Linked DNA regions of Pan troglodytes: regions 1 and 3 are each linked to region 2. Evidence: chromatin contacts called from public HiChIP or PLAC-seq data. All regions are on one chromosome and are shown on one strand. Each heading gives the region's core, a stretch centred on a gene start, on an enhancer-like site or on the middle of the called end of the contact. The rest is flanking DNA. Distances are from core to core; before and after follow the strand shown.

The links. HiChIP or PLAC-seq counts read pairs in DNA pulled down with a chosen protein or histone mark.
Region 1: a contact with region 2 is called in an H3K4me3 HiChIP or PLAC-seq map of stem cell-derived excitatory neurons, with 4 times the contacts expected there. The contact joins the promoter of RFC4 here to the promoter of AHSG in region 2. A contact is called at or near these places in 2 of 7 Hi-C or Micro-C datasets (blood and stem cell-derived neural progenitor cells), 1 of 1 datasets of contacts at active chromatin or transcription factors (stem cell-derived excitatory neurons) and 1 of 1 other capture datasets (stem cell-derived neural stem cells).
Region 3: a contact with region 2 is called in an H3K4me3 HiChIP or PLAC-seq map of stem cell-derived excitatory neurons, with 7 times the contacts expected there. The contact joins the promoter of EIF4A2 here to the promoter of AHSG in region 2. A contact is called at or near these places in 1 of 1 datasets of contacts at active chromatin or transcription factors (stem cell-derived excitatory neurons) and 1 of 1 other capture datasets (stem cell-derived neural stem cells).

What each region holds. Positions count from the first base shown.
Region 1 is chr2:189,991,088-189,993,871 of NHGRI_mPanTro3-v2.0_pri, reverse strand. It overlaps RFC4 (replication factor C subunit 4), which reads left to right and starts at 1,438. Exons shown (of 11, transcript XM_003310161.6): 1 at 1,438-1,783.
Region 2 is chr2:189,793,166-189,795,964 of NHGRI_mPanTro3-v2.0_pri, reverse strand. It overlaps AHSG (alpha 2-HS glycoprotein), which reads right to left and starts at 1,445. Exons shown (of 7, transcript NM_001009098.1): 1 at 1,233-1,445. The coding sequence starts at 1,445. The region is part of intron 2 of LOC107970865 (a long non-coding RNA gene); the gene reads left to right.
Region 3 is chr2:189,967,578-189,970,550 of NHGRI_mPanTro3-v2.0_pri, reverse strand. EIF4A2 (eukaryotic translation initiation factor 4A2) reads right to left here and starts at 1,348. Exons shown (of 11, transcript NM_001246518.2): 1 at 1,287-1,348; 2 at 450-495; 3 at 231-363. The coding sequence starts at 1,315. LOC112208879 (small nucleolar RNA SNORD2) reads right to left here and starts at 131; the gene lies at 63-131.

The DNA of each region.
Region 1 (2,784 bases), core at 189-2,688, 200 kb before region 2:
CAATCTATGGTATTTTGCTATAGCAGCCAAAATGGACAAAGACCACTTATCCATCAGCTTGTCTGTTTTTTTTTTGTTTGTTTTTGAGATGGAGTCTCGCTCTGTCACCAGGCTGGAATGCAATGGCACGATCTCAGCTCACTGCAACCTCCACCTACCATGTTCAAGCGATTCTCCTGCCTCAGCCTCCCATGTAGCTGGGATTACAGGCACTCGCCATCATACCTGGCTAATTTTTGTATTTTTGTAGAGATGGAGTTTAACCATGTTGGCCAGGCTGGTCTTGAACTCCTGACCTCAGGTGATCCGCCCACCTCAGCCTCCCAAAGTGCTGTGATTACAGGCATGAGCCACCGTGCCCAGCCCAACTTGTCTGTTAAATGAGATCATAACATCCCCCTCTCTGTGGTTGTGCTGTTCCTTCAGGTAGCAAATGGATACCATCTATTTTCATAGATCTTGTTTTATCAACTGTATTGTGGTATAATTTACATACAATAAAATATACAAGCATTAAGTATACAGTTTGATAAGTTATGGTAATGTAAACCGGTGACCAGATAGATAACCTGTGTGTTTTTTATACTGTCCAGAGATTGTATCAGACCCTGTGGAAATTACAAAGTAGCATAAGCATCCTTACTTTGGTTAAACCCTTGATTAGGTTAGGCCTGGGATGTAAGTTCTCACAGCCCCCTACTTCCTCTGCATAACCACACATCACATTGTCTGTCACTCTCCTAGTCTGTAAAGCTACTTGAGGGCATCTTCGAGCGTTTTCCCTGCTGTATCTGCAGGCATCTAGCACAGTGCGTGGACATTCCGTAAGCATTTGTTGCAAGATAAATGAAAAAAACGTACAAAGTTAACAATGGATATCATGCTGAGTTTGTGCCAAACAAAACAGTCATTTGAAAAGACCCGGAACAACCCTATGGGTTAGTAATTAGTAAAGACCAGTAGAGAAGGTGGCCTTTGAGAAGGGTCAGGTTTCAATAGGATTAAGGAGCATTTCAGAGCTAAACCAAGTACTTGGAAGAGATAAAAGCAGTGGGCTCAGACACCAGCCTAGAACCCACTGTGCATGAACCTTGGTGGGGCTAAACATGATTATCAGTCCTTTAACTTTTATTGAACGCCTTCACTTCCAGATTTCTAAGTGGGGCTCAGGAATTATAATAGATGTCCACAGCTGCATGGTCTTCTCTCTCCACAACACGCAGACACTATTAGAAGTAAAAGCCACGTGTCCTCAAAAGGGCAAGGCAAGGCATCTTCAGATGTCTCTGCCCTTAAAGCACATGCGTTCTGCTCTGCGACGAAGCAGGACAAGGAGGACAGGGACCTGCACCTCCGGAGGCCCGCACCTACGAAGATAGCGGGCTCGGGACCTTCGGTGGACCGGCAGGGTTCCAGAGGCCCGCGCGCCGCCGCCCCGCCCTCATTGCTGAGCCTGCCAGGTAAGCGGCCCCAGCGCCGTGCCCGCGCGACCTCTACTCCTTCCGGGAGGGTCGCGCTCACGTCTGAAGTGGGAGCAATGCACCGGGACAGGGACACCTCCTAGACCATGCCTGTTCCAGTCCAGTTCTGCCTGAAAGTCCGGCTGGCTCATCACCTGCTTAAATAAAACCGTATACGCGCAAACTCCCTCCGCAAGCAGCGCGCCCCAGGACCGGAAGTGACGCGTTACGTGCCCGCGTATTCCTACCGGCGTATTCCCGCCCTGCTTTTCGCCCGCCGTTCCGTGGCGGGAACTGAGGCGACTGTGGGGACATCAGTGATCGTAAGTCTCCTGGGCCCGTTATTCTCAGATTAGGTGACGGAGCTAAGACTTCGAGACCATCTCGTCCTTTTTGTATCGAGGAAACCTGAGGAACGAGCCGGCGGCGGTGACCTGCACGAGAAGCCAGGCTAACTGGTAACCTGCTGGAGGAACTGCAAGCCCGCTTCGCCTTCCCCACTCCTGCCCTTGATGCCCTTGTGAGGTCTTCCACCTCCTTCGGGGCCCCAGCCTAGTGGCCCTTTCATGCCCTGGCCGCGCCCTTTGGTGAAATGGTGGTTCCGGACAGCATCTTGCAGACCCCGGCTTTGGGCTGTATTAATGTTTAACAGCCCGAGGCAGGGATGGACTAATCCAGTAACGTTATAAAAACCTTGGCTGCTAACAGATATTAAAAATTTATTTTATTGAGCATATCCCCATATGCCAAGCAAGGAACTATGTATTTGCATACATTCTTTTATTTAACTCAGTTGTCCTGTGGAATAGGCCTTAGCTCCTTTAACAGAAAAGGAAACCGGGTATCATAGATGGTAATTCATTCACCAAATATTACGGAGCATCTACCATGTACCAGGCACTGTTCTAGGCACCAGGGCATGTAGCAGTGAAAAAAATAGAATTAACCGGGGACTTTTCAGGCGAGCTAATGATGCTTTTTATCCCTGAAAACAGCCTGGAAGAATGTTTACCTGCATGTTAGAAATAGTTACCTTCTGGGTGGGATTTTGTATTACTTTTTTAAATCTCTCATGCTTTTATGCATTGTTTTGATTTCTTCAAGTGAGTGTGTTATGAGAAAAACAGCTGTTTCTATTTTAACAACAGAGTCCCCCACCTTCCCTTCCCCACAGAAAGTCTCTGAAGGTAGGTAAGCATTGACTCTGCCATTAAAATAGGTCCCTGGCCAGGCGCGATGGCTCACACCTGTAATCCCAGCACTTTGGGAGGCCAGGGCAGGAGGATTACTTGAGCCCAGGAGTTCCAGACCAGCCTGGGCAACA
Region 2 (2,799 bases), core at 196-2,695:
ACTTGATCAGCGTTTCCTCCTAACCACCATTGTGCTTTAATATGGCTGCAGCACTCTTAAAATCCATCCGGAGCAATCCTGATTTCAAATATGTTGTCTCTTTGTGAGACGGATGGCAGTCGTCAGTCGGTCCAGGCTTCCTGTTGTTGACCTTATTTTCCAACCTAGGTTGTAAGCTCTTGTGGGCACATATTATGCCTTTTTCACCACCGTATTAGGTTGAACCATTAAAACGGCCAATATTTGGTTGCTTTTGATATAGAAAAATGGCAGTTTTATATGGTTCATCCTAATATCTCTGGTTCTTGTCCAAGGAAGGCTTGTAATACATATTTGCTGAAAGAATTGTCCTTAATCAGAAATAAATCTAATTTCAAAACAGGCAGTAGACAGACAGCTTCTTTCCACCTCTCCAAATCTCTTGACTGATCCCCGAGGCATATTTCCAGCTTGATTTTTCTTGTCACTGGCTTCAAGCTGCGTTGGTTTCCTGTCTAGTGTGTGAGGAGGTGAATTGTGTTTATGCCAAGACTTCTCTCTGGGATGTGGGTAACTCTCTTTGGGAGGCAGTTTGTGTAGAAGAAGGAACACAGATATGGAATCAAATCCCAGCCTGAAGACTTAGTAATTATATGATTTTGGACCAAAACAAAACAAAACAAAACAAAAACAAAACAACCGCACACACACACACAACAGAGTCTTGGTCTCCTCTTGGGTAAGACGAGAACAATATATGTATCACACAGCACCAGGAGGCAGGACCGGGAAAGAGTAAATGAGATAATCTATGTGAATGGGCCTGGCATATAGTAGGCATCTGCCAGATGCTAGTTTTATTCATTCTCAGTCTTTGTTAGAGAGAAACCAAACCAAAGACAGATACGTGATTTTCAGCCAGTGGTAACTTGGCAACTAGGAGCTGGTCTCTTGGGTCCTAGTTTTTCCAGCAAGTTACACTTTCCGTCTGTGATCTGCAAACTACCATTTGAAGCACTTTTTCTTCCGCACACCACCCCACACCCCACCCAGCTCCCTCCTGACACCCATGACTGCCGTACAGAATGTCTCCTCTCTTGCCCTCTGCCTGCCCCTTCCCTCACTCCTGGGAAGAAATCAGAGAATTTACTCCTCTGTGGTTTCATTTGCACTGGGTGATGGTGATTTTTTGAGGCACCTGACTGAGCTCCACGTACACATTATTTCAGCTCATACACAGCAGGTCCACTTACCCGAGGCCACACCTTTACTTCATCAATCTGGTTCAAGGTGTGTTTGTATCCCCAAGGATGGTTTTGATTGATGTAGTCTATAGCCACCAGAGCTGCTTCCTCAGTTTCTGGATCATCGCAGTTCGGTTGTCTATAAATCAGCCCTAGGCCACGTGGGGCTGAGTGGCAGCCCCAGAGCTGAGCAAGACAAAGGAGCAGGACGAGGGACTTCATGGCTGCCCCAGAGAGGCCCTGGCAGGCGTGCAGGTGGTTGGAGGCTTCGGGACCAACCCAGGTGCTCTGCTGGGAAAGGTAGACCCATGGAGGGTGGTGGGCTTTATTTATCTGTTGGAGCCTGCCGGAAGAATTGCATAAGGATACAGGATGATTTCTGCTTTGGTTCAAAAGAAAAAAAAAACACCCTGCAAACATCAGCCTTGGAAAAGCAAACAGGTTAGGACATCGCTGGTCCCCAAGAAATCTGCCAAAGTCCATGCTGCTGTGGGGGAGATGCTCCAAAGTCTGCTTGGAACATGGTAATAGCAGCAAAGAGAAGACAGCTGAGGGAATGAGGTGCACACAGTGAGCCTCAGAGTGCCATGGGTTTGGCAGCAGAGGAAACGTCTTCTACTGTGATGTGAGCATGCCATGGGGTCTGTGAGAGGGAAGGGAGGATACTCAGCAATTTGATAAAATTCTCCAATGTCAGGGGGAGTTAGCTTTCCAAGAGGAGTCCTACAGGGAGAACAAGGCCCACAGATATAGCAAAGGTACAGATGTGTATAGGAGATGCCAAGATTTTGGGGGAAGATTCTTGGAGAAAAGAAGAAAGGATGAGAGATGTTTCTGCCTAAAGTGGGGAATGGAGGTGGAAGAAGGGGGTTCCCGTGGCAGGACCACGGTGGGAAATGACTAGCAAAACGTGTGGGGTTCCCTGCCCCTTCTCTTCCTTCTCCAGACCTCACTGCCAGGGCCCTGCATGTGACAGCACAGATGGGCACTGACCAGAGTCTCCTAGCACTAGTAACCTAGTGCCCCTGCCAGTGCACAAGGGCAGCAGAGGGGAGTCCTGATCTAACAGCTGCTCATTTGACATAGCTCTGGGTTTGAGTCTGACACTGCAGGCTGAGATGCTGCACGAGCAGCTATGGACACAAATACCCCTTGAACATTCTTTGCAGACTCAGCAGAATTACAGTGTGTCTTTCTGGCCAGAACAGAGGGCCAGTGTTGACTCCAGGCACTGCCAGTTAAGTGACCCTTGACAATTCCAACTGTGACATCCAAGGAGGGTTGGCAGGATAAAGAGAGGCTTGGGAAATATCACACAAGGACCTGGTTTGGTTTAGTCTGAAGCAAAGAAGCCCTCTCATGGAGACCAACATGGTCTTCAAATATTTAGAGGCCATCATTGTGTGTGGGTGAATTTGTTCTAATGTTTGATATTGCTTCAGAGAAAAAAAACTGGTTAAAAAAAAAAAGAAAGAAGAGGGGCCCCTCCAAAGGGAAGCTTAATATTGATTTTCTAGGGGGAGGATCAGGGTGAGGGAGGTGAAGTGAGTGGTGATGGGGCAGAGAAGGTAGTTGG
Region 3 (2,973 bases), core at 99-2,598, 170 kb before region 2:
AATTGTCACTTCTACTTCACACCATGTATTCCATTTGGAACATTAATTATGCCCAAATAATCAAGTGATCAGCAATGAGTATTCTCTTCATTTCAGGTCAGTCCCGAAAGATGATTGCCATCATTTCACTTTAAGGAATACAAACAGGTGCTAGTCCCCCAGAGGTTACTTTCCCTTTTATGGTTCATGTCTATGTAGAACAATTTCCTAAAAATGCCAGTTTCTTTTACCTTTAATACAGGGAATAATAGCTCTCTGCTGAATAGCGGAAGGCTTCTCAAAACCGTAAGCATAGATGCCACGAAGGAGAGACTCCTTTAAATTCATATCATCAAAGTTATCAACAATCTCATTCCAGTTGCTCTGTAAGTTAGAAAAAATAATGCACGCATAAATGAGATGAACACACTCACCTTTCCAAAGCTTCAAGATCCACAACCGTTTCTTACCTCGATGACACCATCGGGGTCCATTCCCTCTGGGCCGCCATGTTCTCTGCTGACAAGAATACTGCAGTCAGACACCCCTTCCAAGCCACCTCAACTGCACCTTAAGCGGACAGCCCTTTGCAACCCGTCTCAGCACGTTACCCTCCCCTGCACAAGCTAAAGCAGCAGCCGCAGGGCGAATATCACACTGTGCGCCTTCCCTAAAGGTTGGGGCCTGCGGATGCCCGGAAAGGCAGCCCCCCGGGCCCGAGCGCATGGCGATCCCGTTTCAACTGCGGAGCGTCTCGCGAGAGCTCGGAGCGCCGAACTCCGCCCCCAACAATGCGCAAGCCGGGTGATTGACGCGGGCGGAGCGGCCTGGCGAGGGCGATGCCAACGGTTCACCGGCACCGGTCCTGTCCCGTCGCCTCCGCGCCGTGGCCGAGTGGAGACCGCTGCCTCCAACCGTTCCCCAAGTAAAGCCTAGGACCCTCCCCCAACTCGTGTGGATGACCCAAAATAAAGCTTCGGGTCCTGGTTACACTGTACCGAACTCGGACTGCGCCACGGCTTTTTACTGCATGTTTCCCGTGCTCTACACTGGGAAGGGAAGCAGCCGAAGTTTCGTAATCTCTTAGGGAGGAAAAACGCCCTTTAGCCACTGCTTTCGCACCATCGTCCTATCTCCCCACAATCCGGGCCCTACCCATCATGGAAGCTTCTGGAAGAGCACAGGAGTGCTGTACCCTAAGAAAACGTCCATTAATTTAGAGTTTTTGCCTCCGTGCCATCCACTATCATCTCCCCTGGCGCCCTATGACCTTCACTACAGACCGCGACCGCCGACAGACTGCATACCTGTTATAATCCGCGGAGCCACCAGACATGATCCGAAAAACCACTCGGCGCCCGACTGAAAAGACAGCAGCGCCCAGCCACCCGTTTTTTATAGGCTCGTGGCCGGAACCCGTTTCTTGCGGAGGAATTTTCTCGCCGTGCTTCGGTCAGCTACAAAATTGTGATCCTGGGGTCGTTACCTCGGATAAAATCCTAAGCAAGTTGGTAGAAAAATCCAAATGTGGTAATTTCTCGATATTACAGGTCGCTGGAAATCCTAGGGCCCGGGGTTGGGTTTGGACTCTTTACCTCGCGGCGGAAGAATATCGCTGCGGAGTTAGTTAAACCTCGCTTTCCCCGCCCGCCCTGCTCCTACGGGGTTTCCGCGTCCCTGACGCAGAGGCGGGCCGGGGGAGCCGCGCCGGAGCCGGAGGCGGAAACCGGAGATGCTGTTCGTCGGGCGGCCGGGGCTTCCCGCGGGTGACAGGTCCCGGCTCGCGGCTCGCTGCCGGCACTCAGGTGCGGGAGGGGAACTCGGTTATTCCGCTTGCTCCCACCGCTGTTTAATTCGACAATGAAGACCTGCCTGGCATTTAGCCCGACCGTTAACATCCATTGAGATCTTGGAAACGTAAAATTCCTGCTAGGGAAAATGTCGGCCACCCAGCGAGTCCCGGAAAGTCCGGTTTACCGGTACATTTTGCAGCGCGAGAAGAAAAAATGGAGTGTCATTTGCAGATGTCTCTGGAGTGGCCAATTCTATTCTCATATCATTTCCGGTCTCTCGCTTTCTTTTTAAGAGTGTTACTGATTTTAACCTAACAGGTGTGAGGAATGCCTGAAAAAATCATAAACTTTTGCAAATGGATAGAAACTAAGCAGTAATTTTCCTTGGAACGCACGAATTTAAATGGACGCTTTGGCAGATACAGCTCTGTGCCGCTTTGGGACTAAATCGGTTTTGATTCCGTCTATATTGGTCATTTTTTAAAGGCTGTAGACTTTGCCGATATATAGTGAAATGTTGATTTATTGAAATTCAGAGCAATAATATCCTTGCTGCGTAAACTGCACGGGTCTTTAAGCTCCAGACGTTTTCAATTAGCCCCATCTCAGGTCCCTCGACAAAAACAAAAAACAATATATGTAGTCATTTAACTTTAAATTACAACCCTACCCATGGTGCAAAATATCATCGAGACTATCAGGGTAACATTTTCTCATATTTCAGAAGGCCAACTTAAAGAATCATTACTGGGAAAGCTGACTCAATTTTCTATATTATAGAAGATATTCGGTTCTAAATACTACTTTTTTAATACAAAAATTATTTATTTATTTGAAAATTCTTATCGTGCCAGGAACTAGGACAAAGATTAAGAATACCAAGATGGCAAAGTGGGCCAGGCCCTCAGTCCAGTGGTACTGCTCCTCATTCATCCCTCTGTAATGTTCGAAATCCAGATTTGAGGTGATGCCAGATATTTTCTGAGAATGATGGTCGTCAGAGATCCTTGTTGTCTCATCCAAAATCTACTAAAAATATCCTGAGATCTAAGAAATTGAAAAAATACTAAATCGAAAAAGTGACCAACCGTTTGGTTTCACTTGAGCCTTAGGGTGAAAACAATTGATCATAGGGTGATACCAATCAACAATTAACACTTAATCGTTGGTTTTCTTTAGGATTAGCACTACACTAGATGGT